3 separate regions of the Rattus norvegicus genome follow, and regions 1 and 2 are each linked to region 3. The links are chromatin contacts, called in public Hi-C maps. All regions are on one chromosome and are shown on one strand. The core of a region is the stretch at or near the end of the contact, and the rest is flanking DNA. Distances in the headings are between cores, read along the strand shown. Region 1 holds the start of Grhpr (glyoxylate and hydroxypyruvate reductase). Region 2 holds the start of Tomm5 (translocase of outer mitochondrial membrane 5). Region 3 holds the start of Slc25a51 (solute carrier family 25, member 51).

Evidence for each region. A called contact is a pair of places that touch in the nucleus more often than the background predicts.
Region 1: a contact with region 3 is called in a Hi-C map of kidney, with 4 times the contacts expected there. The contact joins the promoter of Grhpr here to the promoter of Slc25a51 in region 3. A contact is called at or near these places in 3 of 12 Hi-C or Micro-C datasets (kidney and liver).
Region 2: a contact with region 3 is called in a Hi-C map of Schwann cells, with 7 times the contacts expected there. The contact joins the promoter of Tomm5 here to the promoter of Slc25a51 in region 3. A contact is called at or near these places in 5 of 12 Hi-C or Micro-C datasets (Schwann cells, frontal cortex, hepatocytes and 2 more).

Annotation. Positions count from the first base shown.
Region 1 is chr5:64,028,542-64,031,783 of GRCr8, forward strand. Grhpr (glyoxylate and hydroxypyruvate reductase) reads left to right here and starts at 1,315. Exons shown (of 9, transcript NM_001113754.1): 1 at 1,315-1,455; 2 at 2,827-2,957. The coding sequence starts at 1,352.
Region 2 is chr5:64,159,447-64,162,817 of GRCr8, forward strand. Tomm5 (translocase of outer mitochondrial membrane 5) reads right to left here and starts at 1,411. Exons shown (of 2, transcript NM_001398960.1): 1 at 1,225-1,411. The coding sequence starts at 1,345.
Region 3 is chr5:64,457,495-64,461,051 of GRCr8, forward strand. It overlaps Slc25a51 (solute carrier family 25, member 51), which reads right to left and starts at 1,510. Exons shown (of 3, transcript NM_001024785.3): 1 at 1,453-1,510.

The DNA.
Region 1 (3,242 bases), core at 65-2,564, 430 kb before region 3:
TGGCATGGACCCAGATGCGAACAGAAAGTAGTGCTAGGTACAAGTAATTCTGGCAAGTTCAAGGCCATCTTCTGCTATATTAGTGGGTACCCCAAATGGCCCAGTTGACAACTGTCAACACTGTGTATATTATATACTGGAGTCCTCGTGGGTCTCCATAAAATCAGTGAAGGGTCCACTGTGTTGCCCTTGGGGCCCATCCAGACCAGAGAGCAAGTCACTGAACAGCCTTGGGACTGAAATGAGGCTGCAGAACTCATGGGCAGGCCCCGGGACCCTGAGCAAGCCCTAAACTGTTTTCAGGACCTGCATCACTTGCCGTGAAGTCTGGGCTGGCCTTGAACTTGCAATCCTGCCTCTACATCCTGAATGCTGGGTTATAAGCATAGTCACCATGCCTGGCTCAGTCTCTATTATAAGCACAGTACACATGTCATTGCTCAGCAAGCAGAGGCAAGTACCACTACAATCCCCATTGTACAGATGAGGAAACTGAGGCACACAAAGTTTAATAATTGCACACCATGGTGAAATGAGCATTTAGCCCCAGGCAGCTGAGTACTCCCACCCTCGGGCTAAGCAGCCCCGTTCAGTAGTGAAAACAACCTTCAATGGAAATGTTATCCCCATTATGTGCCTGAAGAAATAGGGGCGGGAGTGCAGATTAGGGCTCGGATGTCATCTCATGGTCAAATAGTTCGAAAGGGTTAGAGCCAAGATCCAGACTCAGTCCCATCTACCTGCAAACCTTGGACTTACCCATGACCCAGCATACCTGGTCCCTGACTCGCTCAGGAACTGTTTCCAGACCGTCAGCAGGTTAAAATATCATCACAATCCAGGGAATCATCCTAAGTGTTAAAGCTATAATGTCGGGATTCAGACCCTCTTGCTTAGCCTCCTGAGAGCACGCAGGTCAGGCTTGGCTTAGAATTCTGTGTGTTTAACCAGAAGCCTCTGTCTGGGATAGTTTGGCTAAGATAGCCCTCACAGGGCTATCAGGGCTTTCTCCTTTCCTCACTCTGACAGCATAGTCAGAGACATATCCATAGCCGCTCACACAGGTGCCCTCTTCAGTATGCCTTTCACTCCAGGCTCTTAGGGATGCTTGACAGTCTCGAGACCTTGTCACTCTTGAAAGCACACACACCCAAGAAGGCTCTTGAAGCCCTACACTCAACCCACACAAATAAAGGGCCTCTTTCCCCGGACACCCAAATCTGCAGAGCGCCAGCCCCAGCCACACTGGATGGATTAGGGTCCGGACTCGGCCCAGCCCCCAGCGCTGGCCCCGCCCCCAACGCCGGCCCCGCCCACACTTCCGTCGCCTTTTGCTAGGCTAGGTTGGTTAATGTTTGCAGCTGCGGGTCTTGTGAAACCCGCGCGACTCATGAAGGTGTTCGTCACTGGCCCTTTGCCGGCCCAGGGCAGGGCTGCGCTCGCCCAGGCCACAGAGTAAGCGCCCGCGTCGGCGTGGGGTCTGCAGCTGAGCCCCTGGCACGCTGTCCAGTCCACCCAACCTCAGACACCCCTGCAGCCGCGCTGGGTAGATCGTGAGTCTCCAGACACACGGCTGGGGCTTCCGGAGCTGTCCCAGGACTGGGGGCTACCTTCCAAGAGCCGGGCGCCTGGCAGGCAGGCTAAGTGGAGCCAGGATCGGGGAGGGTGGCGCTGGCGCTTGGGGGCTTTGCTCAGGAGTTGCCAGCTGTGTCCTCAAGGGGCTGGCTTGGAGTTTGGGGCCGCCTTAGAGAAAATTCTCCGGGTGGCGGCTTGCTCCTGGCTCCAGGATATTGGTCTCCAGCCTTCAGTGAAGTGAGATTGCCTAAGAGGCAAGGTTCAGGCCGTGAATTTTACCCTCTGAGATTAGCTGGCAGGCAGGAGTGTTTAGGGACTATGGCAGCCATTGGCTTGCCTCCTTGGATACTGGATGGGGCCGTTTGCGTTTGATGATTGTGCTCTGAATCTTTGAATGATTGTTTATTGAATCTTATCTGGAGCTGTGAACACAGACTTTCAGTCCTTCCAACACTGTGAAGTCAGCTTTAGAAGTTCTCTATCACCGACTTGAGAACACAGGGCCCCAGGGTCACTGAGCTCCAGGCGGCAGACCTGGCCTTTATGCTCAGTCCTTTCCCACTGCCGGTTTAGCCACTTTGTCTTGACAGCTTTGCATTACGGTGCCAGTTTGGGTGGAGGTGAGAGCACTCAGCAGTCAGTTTTTGTTTGCTTGTTTGTTTGTTTGTTTTCTGTTTTTCAAGACAGGATTTCTCTGTGTTGCACCCTTGCCTGTCCTGAAACTTGCTTTTTGACCAGGCTGCCCTCGAACTTACAGAGATAGGTCTGCCACTGCCTTTAGAGTGCTGGGATTAAATTCTGATGGTTTGGGGAATGTGATTTGTTTTGAAGATTTTCTAGCACAATACAGTTTTTCCTAAGGACTTGTTTTGTTGGTACTTTTGGTCCTGAGGAGCTGAGACGAATGGACCTGGGGACTTGCCAGCCACTGTCCAGTGTCTCCTGTGTACACACACCAGGACCGCTCTGGATTCAGTGGAAGGGTTTGGAGGAGCACCTCACACTTTGGGCTGCTAAGGAAGCACACTCAAGTGCTCCCATGGCCAGGGGAGCCTTCAGCTCTTGTCAACTTTCCCCACTTTGGTAGCCCTTCAGCCCCTCCTCCAGCTACACTCCAGACAGTTCTGAGCCTCCCCACGAGTGACCTTAACTCTGGCTAGCCTAAGGCCATAGCACGTGGAAGCCCATGTTTGCCAGCCATGCACACTGTAGGACCCTCTACATTCTTTGAGTGGCTTCCCTTTCCTTCAGCTGTGAGGTAGAGCAGTGGAATTCGGATGATCCCATCCCCAGCAAGGATCTGGAGCAAGGCGTGGCGGGGGCCTATGGCTTGCTCTGCCGCCTCAGTGACCGCGTGGACAAGAAACTTCTGGATGCTGCGGGTATGTGCTGAGTCGGCCTGAGCCAACGTTCTGAGGGGGGTCGTGCCGGGTGAGCACACCAGCCTGCTGTAACTGGCCTTTGAGCTTGTCTGTAGTGTTTTCCCTGTCTTCTAAGGGCGCCCCCAGCAGTAGCTCCAGTTGACATATGTTGTCCCCGATCTGGTTTGTAAGATCCTGGGAGGCTCCAAGAGGGCAAAGACCATGTGATACCTGGGTGGGAGTAGAGGTTGGAGGGTGGAGAAGGGAGGGTATCCTGGGCTCTGAACCTCTCTGCTGTGCCACGGC
Region 2 (3,371 bases), core at 161-2,660, 300 kb before region 3:
GGCGTGTGCTAGCATGCCCGGCCAGTGCGTGTCAAATACAAAGATCACTGGGCTAACATTTTCTTGACAGCTCTCCCCTATAAGAAAAGGATGGAAAAGCTAAGGTTTAGAGGCTGTCAGATGAGCAAGATGTTCTGGGTGCTTCCACACTCTGAGATGTCCTCTCCCAGAGAAACCAGCGATACAGAGAGAGTACAGCAAAAGAGGCACCCAAATGAGAGAGGCCTCCACTTCAGTAAGTTCCAGGCAAAGTCTAACTCTAGTCTTCTAAAAGATTTGGTATGCTCTTCAATTATTTCAACCACTCCTGCCTCTCCCCGCCCAGAAGACAGCCACATGCAAGCAAGCACTGAACAATGTTAAGTATGTTCTATTGAGAACAAGGGAGGGGTTGTCCACTTGTCATACCGTTAGAGAACAGTGCTAGAAAGTCGTTCAATGCTTTAAAAAAATCTTTTTATTGTTTACTTTGTGTGTACTCCGTGGTGTGGTGCAGGTGTGGAGGTCAGAGTACAACTTCTGGAAATTGGTTCTCTCCTGCCACCAAATGGGGATCCCGCTCAGGTTGTCCAGCTTGGGCAAAGCGCCCAACTCAGTGAGCCATCTAGCCAGCCCCTGCTTTTAAAATTGACAGTGTGTCTTTAACCTTGCATATGTGTCCTGTGAACTCAAGCTCTCGATTAAGGGGGTACCGAGATCAAGCAACAGAATTAACTTGTTAATGGTGAAATCAAACGCTTCAGATATTTTTTCAAGAAATAACAATCGTTTACTTCACCCTCGGTGCAAATAAACACAAAGAAAGCTAATCTTTTTTACTGCAAAGGCAAGAAGAAAGAGAAAGCGCCTGGTACCTTATTAAGAGCTCGGCCGGAATTGCAGTCAGACTCATTGTCTGAACGGCCAAATGACCTTGGGTCAGCCATCTCCCGGGGACCGTTTCTAGGTTTGCAAAAAGAGGGTATTGCTCTGGGGATAATACGTGTAAGCTCCTTAAGCACAAACGTTGGGCGAGCAAAGGTGACTTAACCACGCGCCCTCTGCCACCACGTGCACTGGGCACAGCCTCAGGACCCCCAGACCCCTAGAGTGAGCGTGGTTGGGTAGCCCTGGACGTGCAAGTACCCCACTCTCCCCTGGATGCTCAGTTTAAAGCCTCACGACCGCGTGCAGAGTTGGGCGTGGACGCGTGGCCTCACGGTCACAGCCCAGAAGGACACTCACTGACTCGCAGCAGGGCCACGTAGATGAGGAAGTTCCGAATGGAGGAGACCACATCCTCACGCATCTTCCGTTTCATCTCCTCCGGGTCCAACTTCGGCGCGAGACCTTCGATCCGGAACATTGCAGCTCTGCCTCCAAAGCTTGCGAGAGCGGCAGCTTGCTCTGCTCCAGCGGCCGCCTTGCACCCGGAACTCAACCAGGCTCCACTTCCTGTCCCACCCCTTGTTTCCGTCATGCGACGGGAACCTGTGAGGGAAAAACTTCATCCTGTACGCTTGTGTCTGAAGCTAGGAGACCTGAAGGGGGCGGTCGCAGCCTTAAATCTCTGAGCCTTGGGTGGATCTGGACTGTGTTTTGGTTCCCAGCTGGACTGAAACGGAGACTGCCAACTGTAAAATTGTTTTATGCTGCAAAGTAGAGAGGTGTGTGCAAAAATACCATTATAAATAATAATAGCATTTATGAAGTGTCTAAGATAGTGCTTCGTAAAATGCACATTATAATCTGTGTTTTCTAGGTTTGGAATTTAAAAGAGCTTGGTTGGGAATGAAATTCGTTTGCCAAAGCGTTTACTTAGAATGCATGAAGCCCTGGCTAGTACTGTTGTTGTGATAAACACCATCAAGACAATTTAGGAAGGAAAGGGTTTATTGTACCTAAACTGTTACATTATCCAGGGAAGCCAGGGCAGGAGTTCAAGCTGGAACAAACAGGCAGGAACTGAAACGGAGATCAAGCAGAGATGTTGTACTTACTGGCTAGCTTGCCCTGGCCTCATCCAGCTAACTTTCTTTTACTGGTTAGGACCACCTGTGGGGTGGCGCCGTGGGGTGGCGCAGCCTTCAGTGGGCTAAGCCTTCCTCCATCAATTAGTAGTCCACCAACAGGGCCTTCTGGTGGAGGCAATTCCTCAATTAAGGTTTTCTCTTCCTAGGTGTCAAATTGACAAAAACTAGCCTGTGTTCCCAGCACTAGGGTGCTGGAAAGAAGAGGGTCAAGAATTGAAGATCAGGGCAGTGGTAGCACATGCCTTTAATCCCAGCATTTGGGAGGCAGAGGCAGGCAGATCTTTGAGCTCAAGGCCAACTGGGCCTACCAAGTGAGTTCCAGGACAGCCAGGTCTACACAGAAAAACCCTGTCTCAAAACAAACAAACAAACAAACAAACAAACAAGAGCTCAAGGTCACTGGAAACAGTGTCTGAGACCTGTAATCTCAGCCCTCAGGAGACAGAGGCAGAAGAATCCCGGCAAGTTTCAGGGCAGCCTGGGTTACAAAGTAATTACAAGGACAATCTGGACTAAAGACCCTGTCTCAAAAAACAAACGGCCCCAACGCAAACAAACAAACACATACGAAAACCAGAGTTCAAGCTTATCACCCTCAGTTAGTGAGTTCAGACTGCTAGTGCCCCAGACACTGAATTTTTAACATCTCCCACATTTTTTCTGTATACTCATTTTTCTCCAAAAACTGATCCTTAAATATTCTAATGCAGACTTTGAAATGCAGCAAGTATGAGCCCAATTCAAAACTGATCAACACTGGACAAATGAGAGGAAATCAAGTGCACTGTTAGAGTTCTCAGACATGAATCAGACAACTGAATTTTTCACACAATTCAATATCAGAATGCCTTATTTTGAGGACAGACTGTATAGCAACAATGAATTTGGGGTTAAATAAGAATAATACTTTACTATGAGGGTGATTGATAATGTTAGCATAACTACCCACCTTCCTGATTGACAGAGTGCAAGACCCTGGGGTTAGGGTAAAAAACTTCATCTACTTCAAGCTTTAGTAAGCATTTGCATCTATAATTCATACAGTGGACCAGGAGAGGCAGCTGTGGTGTGAGAGGGGCTGACTCCAAGGAAGAGGTCCAGCCTTCATGAGTGCTGCAGACAGAACCTAGAAAGATCACACTTGGCAATGCCTCCCGCTGCGAGCAAAATCAGGGACAAGTCTCTGTTTCGTGCTCTAAAGTCTCTTTTAACTCTGGCAATCTATGCATTTTGAATCCCATTTGTGACACTGAGGGCAGAATAGTTTGGAGTGCATGGACATCAATGTACATCACCGGCTAGGGTGCTGGCTAGATTCTTGTCAAGTTGACACAAGCTTGGGTCATCTGGGAAGAAGGA
Region 3 (3,557 bases), core at 260-2,759:
CAAGTTTCTTAAGGCAGCAGCAAGAAGGAAAGACAGTGTGCAGTGTTCTGATAAGAGTCTGGAATATGGGAGTGGGCAAGATGGCTCATCAAGTAAGGAGTTTACCGCCAATCAGCTCAAACTTACTCCGGAGGTGGACGGAAAAAATCTGGAAAGTTGCCCTCTGACCTCCATTCAAGCACCTTGGCATAATTTTTTTTTTTAAATTTTAAAACATGGCATGTTTTTGGCTACTACACTCTCATCACTGACTAAACTCCGATGAACTGGTTTCTATTTAAATTTCTCCTTTGCAATTTACTATAAATGCATTTACCATGACTGCACTAGTTTGCTATAAGCCACCAAACCTATCACAAGGGAGCAAAATCCACTTGGATCCAACAAGGGTCAAACTTCTGTGATGTAAGAAACAGTGTAAATTCTAAATATTCCATGTAACTTTCGGCCCACAGGGATATGCAAAAGCCAGATATGACCTTAGTACAAAGGTCTTTGTCCAAAAACAGGGCAAAGGGTAACTGTAATTCTCAAAAGATGTGAATTCCCACTAGTCAGCAGGTCTGAGTCAGCATTCAAAAACAGGGTTAGGCAGGATTCAAGTGCTAGTTACAGCGTGACTTTACCACTGCAAATATAAAGCTACACCTGTGATGAAAATCCACTAGCTTGGCTCCCTTCTACCTGACAAGGGTGACTAGAGTCAATTCTTGTCAGAAGTGTCTTGTCGCCATAAGGAGAAACACTAACGGTGACTCTGATTTGTTTCTCATGTGCCCTGGACCTAAGTCTTCAAATACTTTCAAAGCAAAGACGCCAGAGGTCCATTTTGGTATGATCACTCCACATACAGTTCATTCTTCTGTTCAACAGACTACAGGTAAAAACAAAACAGAAGGTGGGCACTAGGACCAGCTGGGCAGACTGTAAGGGCCAAAACAAAGGTTAAGCTAAAAGTCGTAAACATGGCTGAGGTGCTGACACCCTCTACCTAAGCTAGATACAACAATCCGCACAGAATGGAACAATTGACGCCCGCCCACCCGCCCGGCTTAGACTGTTTACTGCGCGATGAAACATGGTGTCTCAAAACGAGCATTCTCCAGGCTTCCATCTGCCCACTCCCTGAGGTCCGAGAGGCCCTGGGCGGAATCGCCAGCACCACGAGGTACCACGGACCACCGCGATCCCGCGGGGCGCAGACAAAGGGAACCACGAGCCACGGCGATCCCCTGGGCCTGCAGATTCCGAGCTGTGGGCGCCTCCCTGCCGGAGCGCGCCGCAGCACCACAGGCCCCTGGGCCGGAACCCGGCCGCAGCCGCCGGGCCCAGACGTAATGCGAGCGCAGGACCTGGAACTCGCCAGCCCACGACCCTGCTCTAAGCCTCTCTTCTCTATGGCCAGAAGCTGGAGCACACGGGCCGCCGTTCCCTACCCGACACAGGACTCACCCATGGCCCCCGGCGCCCGCCCGCAGGACGGCCGGCGAGCGAGCCCGCGCCCGCGCAAGCGCAGACAGGTTCGACCCAAGCAGGGCCGGGGCGGGGCGTTGTCGGATCACGTGAACAGGGCACCGCCCTGCTCTGGGTGTGGGTATCGTTGTGGCTTCCCTGTACAGCGTCGGATCTGCTAGTGACTCTTGTCACACCTTTTGCCATGCTCTAAGGGTGCCGCTGGTCCCCCCCACCCCGTCCTTAAGCTGAGGTTATACGGTGGCTTTATTGTACCATAAAACAGCAAACGCGTCCTCTAGCTTGTAGTGAGATCTAAGGCTATAGATGGCGCGTGCGTGAAGGCGCGAAAGCTTCTGATTAGGTGTTCTCAAAGCTTGGTGGAGAGCTCTTTGTCACCGCACTTCACAGGACACCTGTGTGCACATGCGGTCATACAGCTAGCCTCTTTTTCCTTAGATGCTCACACAGTTTGGGGGGTCTTGGAAGAAGCACTAGGCCAGGTCACAATTATAGCCGTGTCATCCCTTGAGTGACTTTTGGCAAGTTATTCCTCTTTTCCGTGCATGGGTTCCCCGGTGTTGTGACATTCGAACAATGGTTCTGATTTGCAGAACCACAGGCGACACATGTCAGTGGACAGAAGGGACAAGGTGAGCAGGCTCTTCAGCAGACTCCCGGATGTGCACGAAGTGTATGCTATTTAGAACTGGGATTAACCTAACATCCCATACCTTCTCTAGGTGGGTGACCCAGCCTGCTCAGTGTTTACAGGCTTCTAACCGTGTCGGAAACCACGCTTCCCCTCCTAGGTCAGCAAACAGGAGAGTCAATCTTGGTGTTGCAAAGCATCCTTAAAGGAAGTTTATCTAGAGATTCATTTAATCAAGTTCCTAAGAGGAAAAAATTTACAAAACATTCATTTTTAAAAGAAAATAGGGGTTGGGGATTTAGCTCAGTGGTAGAGTGCTTGCCTAGGAAGCGCAAGGCCCTGGGTTCGGTCCCCAGCTCCGAAAAAAAGAACCAAAAAAAAAAAAAAGATTTACTCTACTGTTAGCGCATGTGTATAAGTACCCAGAGAGACCAGAAATAGGGCTTCAGGCTCCTTGATCCTCGAATTACTAAAGGCTGTGAACCATCCCATGTGGGTGTCAGACTCAAGTCCTCTACAAGAGCAGTATATGTTCTTAACAACCGAGTGACCAAGCAGCCTCTCCAGCACCCAACCCTCAATTTTTAAAATAGGTTCATGATTTTGTGTTGGGCCACAATGATAGTGTCCTCTGCCACACACACAGTCGTGGCCCCTTGAGGAGGTACCTCCGAGGGAGTTCAGAGTCTGATGGACTCAAGCCTACAAATGTGGGAGTAGGAGAGGCTTTCCCCCTTAGGAAGGAACCAGGGGCAGATTCATAGGTAAGAGGTGTTTGAACTGGACCTCAGGATGAGCGGATGGAATTTGGGCCAGTAACGGAAGTCACCTCAGCAGTGGGAGGGGATAAGACAGTAAATGTCAGAGAGTGGGCCTGTTAGTGTGAACCTCCCCAGTCACAGGCACAAAGGGACAGTTTTTTTGGATCACAGAATGATGACAAGGCCACATTATGGTTTAGAACAAATCGGGCAACAATTGGAGAAAGGGCATTTACCTCAAAATTATGTTTGCCTTGGCTTCTGTGAATTTCTATTCCAATGTATTATTCAAAAAGCAAAGAAACCAGGCGGGTATCCAGTGTGTTCATCAGCATAAATAATTAATTCCAGACTAGAATGGAAAGGTTATATAAAGAGAAGGGAAAACTTGAAATTAAACATGCAGGCAGGGTGTAACTGACTCAGAAGAGTGCCAATCCCTCATCACCAGAACACTCGTGTCTGAAGCGGAGCCAGCACGTTCCTGCTACAGGCCACAGCGCAGACCTCCAGTTTCTTGTCAGAGGCTTCTGGGGACTTTAGTCACTGTTCTCGAGTATCTGTGGAGATGAGAACCACCTGTTTTTAAATCTAGAATTCATCATCAGGTTATCGTTACATTTCCAGCCCCATTCATTATCCTTCCGTCTTTCGTTTGGATCCTAAAACTATTCTTCGGACCTGAGACAGCG